Linked DNA regions of Mustela erminea: region 1 is linked to region 2. The links are chromatin contacts, called in public Hi-C maps. All regions are on one chromosome and are shown on one strand. The core of a region is the stretch at or near the end of the contact, and the rest is flanking DNA. Distances in the headings are between cores, read along the strand shown.

Region 1 (2,700 bases), core at 42-2,541, 44 kb after region 2:
TCACCTCCCTCCCTTGCACCGACCGTAGTGGGGAGGGGCTTCCAACAGGGGTGTTCTGCGAGACAGGGCATCCTCCTGTCAGCCCCACGTGGGTCTATAAACCGTGGGCATTGTCAGTGATCAGTTGAGTAGCCAGTGGCCTCCTTAAGGAGAGGAGAGTCTGCTTTCCACCACAGGGGACAGGCCTTTCTGCTGACCCTGAGGCTGCCTGTGAGCCCGGGTTTCCTTGGAGGCTGGCCCTTGGTTGGCTCCAGCGATTGGCCGACTGCCAAGCTGCCCCAGGGTGGGAGGGTGAGCAGGAGGGATTCCCCGGAGGGGAAAACATGGCAGTGTCAAGGTGGGGAGCTGGAAGTGGCCCCATGCCAGTGGCCGCAGTTCAGAGCTAGCTGTTGAAAGGGGACAGCCCACTTGCTGGCAGTGACTAGCCAGGACCTGGGTGCTGGGGCCTGGGGGCCCTGGAGAAGCTGCGTGTCTGGGGCGGGGGGCAGACTCTCCCTGTGCTTGCCTCGGACTCTGACCAGCTCTGCCCCTCATTGTCACTGCCCAGACACACACCCATGTGGATTCCTTCTGTTCGCTGAGGTCTGCTCATGGGACCTGAGGCACTGCCGTTACATCGATGGGTCTTCTCTCTGGGGCCCTCTGTTCAGAGATGTACCCTATCCCTTCTCACTTCCACAAAGAGGAGCTCAGCTCGGCTTCCCAGAGCCCTGGCTGGTCGAGCTGGCCTGAGCTGAGACGAGCCAGCAGGAGGTCAAGGGGGCCAATAGTCGAGGGCACTTACTGGCCACAGGCAGGAAAGGCTTTAGTCCACAGACATGATTCTGGCCCCAGCTCTGTGAGTGGCACTGGGAGCCAATGCTAAAGGACCCCCAGGACTGCCCCCAAGAGGCCCACAGATAGAAAAGAACTGCCTTGTGCAGGCATTCTTGGAGCCAGGAGGGACCCACTCACCTGTAGGAGCTGGCAGTCTGGCCCAGACTGGTTGGAGCAATTGAGTTAATTGGGAGCATGCCCTTTGGACAGGGGTGAGAGCCAGAGGGAGTCTCCCTGTGGCCGGAGCCTGCACCCCGGGCAGGGGCTGGATGGTGCACACTCCCTAAGCTGCACCTGCAGGCTGCCGAGCAGGGGGCGAGGGGAGGGCCCAGGGCTCAGTGCCCAGTCGGGGGCTCGAAGGAGGAAAGCCCCTGTGCTCCCAGTCTGGCCTCTTGCGGCTTCCGGGAGGAACAAGCTGTCCCAGGCCAGGCCTGTGGCTTGGGCAAGAGGAGCATGTGGGACGCAGTGTTCCCTGATAAGATGAGGCAATCGCTCTCACAGCCTCACTGCAGCGCCAGGGAACATTTATGTAACCCCCGCCCTGTGCCCCACGAGCCCTTGGCCCTGGCGCCCCTGCTGCCCAGCTGCCCCCCCCCCTTACTACACACCAGTAGCACCCCGCTCAGTACAGACCATTTATCCCCTGGCCTTGCAGCCTGGCAGCCTCAGGCCCCTCCCTCCACCCTGAGCATGGCCTGGCCCCTTCCCCAGCCCCCCACAGTGACTCCAGCCTTCCCCTAGCTTCCCTCCCTCCCTGTGTACCCTGTACCCCACAAAACCTGACCTCTACCCACTTCCTCTCACTCTGCTTCCCCCTCCCAAGGCCCTCTCACCGTTCAGTCCCACAGCCCCAATCCTGGCCCCCTTGGGAAAGTGAGGGCAGGGGGTCTTAAGTGAGCGATGCCAGGATTAGGCTTCAGGCAGGGTGCTGCAGGAGGGCTGAGCTCCCTTCAAGGATCTGGAATCCTCGGTTAGGTTTCCTGTTCCAAGAGGGCCCATGTCACTTCTGAGCTAGACTGCGCACTCTCCGTGTGATGGCCCTGTGGTTCTCCTGCTGTCTCCCTGTCATGTGCCCAAGAGGAAGCAGATGCAGAATTTGAGCCCAGCAGGAGGGAAGCTAGGATCCACTTAGTCCCGACACACCCTGTAGGACCCAGACCTGCTGAGTCCCCACTCCAGTCTGGTCGCACCACCTTGGGGCCAATCCCAAGCAGAGCAGTTTTCAGAGGGAGGCCTAGGGACACCTGTAGGTACCTGAGACCCTTCTAGGAAAACTATTTTCAAAATAATAACATCATTTATCCTTTATTCTCTCAAAAGAATATAATGGAATATTCCAAAAGCTAAATGATGAGTGATGACATCATCCCTCTGTCAGCTACTGGAATGTGTGCTTGAGTTTGAATTTTTTTGTTTTAATTTCTAATATGGTAAATACCAACATATATAGCCCATATGAACAGACTCTCTTTGGGTCCCTCTCCACAAGTATGAGAAACACTGTCGTGGGTGACTCTGTCCCCCGTCCAGGCTGCCTTAACCCCACCTGTTCTCGATTTTACTGGCTGTTCCTCATTAGGCCCCTGGGTGCTGCCTGAGTGTCCCCAGCCCAGCCAGACCCTGGTGCCGCTCCTTACCAGCATGAATCATAACTTCCAGGTGTCTGCAGGCGTCTGCTTCATCTGTTGGTGGGCCACTTTGTTGCCATCGGCCCTCCTGGAGTGGACTGACAGAGGCATGAAGGATGGAATATCGAGGACCCTGTCTGCATCAGGACCCTGTCCCCAGGGCCAGACACTGGGTGTGTGTTCAGTAAAAGTGCCGAGCTGCTGACGCCTAGACAGACCAAGAGCCGCGTGCTGGCCTAGGGGTGGTGTTGGGCTT
Region 2 (2,700 bases), core at 49-2,548:
CCGCCTTCCGGTTCAGGGGCTGCCGGCGAGGGTCCGGAAAGGGTCTTGCGGCGCTTGATTCCGAAGCAGTAGAAAGTAATATACTGGCCTCTCCAGAGATGGCCTAGGCCTGCAGAAGGATGGTGGGGCCGAGGGGATGAGGGTGGGGGCGTCGGTGAGAGTCAGGGGCAAGTCGGCAGGGCCGGGACAAGGAGTACGCGGGCTGGGCGCCGCGGAGTATTTCCTTCGGGAGGCCCAGACAGAGGGTGGGTGGGGCGCGGTGGGCGGGGTCCTCGCAGCTGGTGGCGTTTGAAGCCTTCCCCACCGCCGTGGGAGAGGGGCAGCCTGGAGAAGTTGTTGGCAGCAGGCCGGGGCGGGGAGGAGGAAGGGGCCCCGCGTTCCCTGAACAGCGGCGCCGGTTGCACCAGCACGTAGTTCACTCCTGCAAGCACAGTACGCGGTGGGCACGTCACCCACGCTGGCAGGTTAGCCACCAGCCGGCGGCCAGTCCGACTCCGGCCGACACAGGCTCACCCGCAGCGCGATCTCCTCGGGGTCTCCGGCTGCTGGGTCGGGGAATCAGCCGGTCCTTCCTGCCGGAGCGGCCTCGCCCCACCCGTGACCTCGCTCCCAGCCGGACCGCACCGAGGTCCGGAGCTGAGCAGAGGGAGAGGGCATGGAGGGGGCGAGCGGCCGGCGCCTCGAGGCGCGGCCACCTAGGAACCCTGCTACGGCGGGGTGCCCGGGGCGTTGTTCCGCCCCCAGGCCAGGCCGGCAGCCCCACGCCCAGCCGGAGCGGACACGCCTCCCCGCGTGCAAATGCAGCTCTGGAAGGAAAGAGAGAAGCGGAGGCGAGCCCCCACGGAGGCGCGCCCATCCCCGGCGCCCCTCACAGGCGGGGACGGAGGGACAAAGGGGCGCCCTCCCAAGCGCTCGCTTCCACTCCAGGGTTCGAGGCTGTCACCGTACAGAACCCTGGCAAGAAAATGCCCCGCGGGCTCCCCGCTGCTAGGGGGGTGGGGTCGGGTGGGGTGGGGTGGGGAGCGGTCCCCGCGCAGCCACGCCCCGGCCCACCGCCCTCAGACGTCCTGCGTCAGCGTGCCCGGCTCTCGGCTCAAATTTCCGCTCCTCCTCCCGCGGGCCAAGAGGGCACGCCCATTGGCGAGCGCAGGCCCCCAGGCCGGGTCGGCCCCTCTGGCCGCCTGGATTGGTCCGACGGCCTACCGACGAACCAACGGCGTCAGCCCCTGTCCTAGGCCACGCCCCCTCCTCAGCCGCGGGCGCGCGACCGCTCTATCCTGATGATGCGCGCTCTGGGATCCCCCGCCCCCTCCGCGCGCGCAGTTCCCCGCGGCCGCCGCCGCCGCCTGTAACCTGCGCTGCCAGGATGTGGCTGGGGGCTGACGTCGGGTCCAGATGTGGCCCCGGCCCCGCCCACCCCCGGGGCCGGGCCGCCCACACCGAGCCGCGGCGCGCACGGCGGCTGTCCCGCCTGCCACAATGCGCGGCGAGGCTGCGGCCGCGACTTGGCGAGGTAGTCCCTAACGTCGCTGCTCGGCATCCTTAGGACAGGCCGCCCCTGACGCCGCGCGGGGACCCCACTGGCCCGCACCCTCCATGCGTTCACTCTTTGGTGCCCGGCCGGGCGGGCGCCTTGCGGACGCGGAGCCGCGCGGGTGACGGCAGAGGCGGCTGCGCGCCCAGCCCAGCCCGCGGAGAGGGCGCGCCGCGCCCCCGCCCCCCGCCCGCTCTCGTGAGGCCGTGGGTGCGGATGCGCCGCTGACGACTCGCAGCGACCAGCAGTGCCGCCGGCCCGCCGGCCGGAGCCCGCAGCATGGCAGCCGCCGCCTATGTGGACCACTTCGCCGCCGAGTGCCTCGTGTCCATGTCGAGCCGCGCGGTCGTGCACGGGCCGCGGGAGGGTCCGGAGCCCGGACCCGAGGGCGCGGCCACCGCTGTCGCCGCCACGCTGCCCCGCGTCGAGGAGCGCCGCGACGGCAAGGACAGTGCCTCGCTCTTCGTGGTGGCGCGGATCTTGGCGGACCTCAACCAGCAAGCGCCGGCGCCCGCCCCGGCGGAGCGCAGAGAGGGCGCCGCGGCCCGGAAGGCGAGGACCCCCTGCCGCCTGCCGCCAGCGCCGCCACCCGCCCCCGAGCCGGCCTCCCCTGGCGGTGAAGGTGGTGCGGCCGCGCCCCTCAGCCCCGCGTGGAGCGAGCCCGAGGCCGAGCTCGAGGCGGGGCTGGAGCCGGAGCGGGAGCCAGGGCCCGCGGGGAGCGGCGAACCCGGCCTCAGACAAAGGGGCCGGCGGGGCCGAAGTCGCGCCGACCTCGAGTCCCCGCAGAGAAAGCACAAGTGCCACTACGCGGGCTGCGAGAAAGTTTACGGGAAATCCTCGCACCTCAAGGCGCACCTGAGAACTCACACAGGTCAGTAGGGCCGCCCGGGCGCCCCGAGCGCGCGGACGGGGACAGCGCCAGCCACCGGGCCACGCCCCCGGAGCTGCCGGCGGGGCGGGAGGGGCGGTCGGGCGGGGAACGGTCGGGGCCTCGCCCCTTCCCCCGCCACACGGTCCAGTGGTCGGCCCCGCGCGCGGAGCGAGGCGGGTTCGGGAGCTGGGAGCCGGCGCCCGCCCGGCGACCGCGCCCCCGCCGGGCACGCCCCCTCCCTGGGCACTCTCGGGCGGGGCCGCGGGGGCGGATGTCGTCATCGGGGCTGCGGGCG

Evidence for each region. Hi-C and Micro-C count contacts between places; a contact is called where the count stands out from the background.
Region 1: a contact with region 2 is called in a Hi-C map of skeletal muscle, with 5 times the contacts expected there. The contact joins the enhancer-like site here to the promoter of KLF13 in region 2. A contact is called at or near these places in 3 of 3 Hi-C or Micro-C datasets (fibroblasts, skeletal muscle and spleen).

Annotation. Positions count from the first base shown.
Region 1 is chr5:22,424,135-22,426,834 of mMusErm1.Pri, forward strand. All of the region lies in intron 1 of KLF13 (Krueppel-like factor 13), which reads left to right. Among named protein-coding and RNA genes, the nearest start is that of KLF13, 44 kb to the left of the region's middle. Within about 2 kb of position 1,292, the one cell type or tissue checked has open chromatin away from gene starts, as enhancers often do. A contact at or near this core is called in fibroblasts, where this site is marked.
Region 2 is chr5:22,380,453-22,383,152 of mMusErm1.Pri, forward strand. KLF13 (Krueppel-like factor 13) reads left to right here and starts at 1,299. Exons shown (of 2, transcript XM_032342259.1): 1 at 1,299-2,405. The coding sequence starts at 1,814.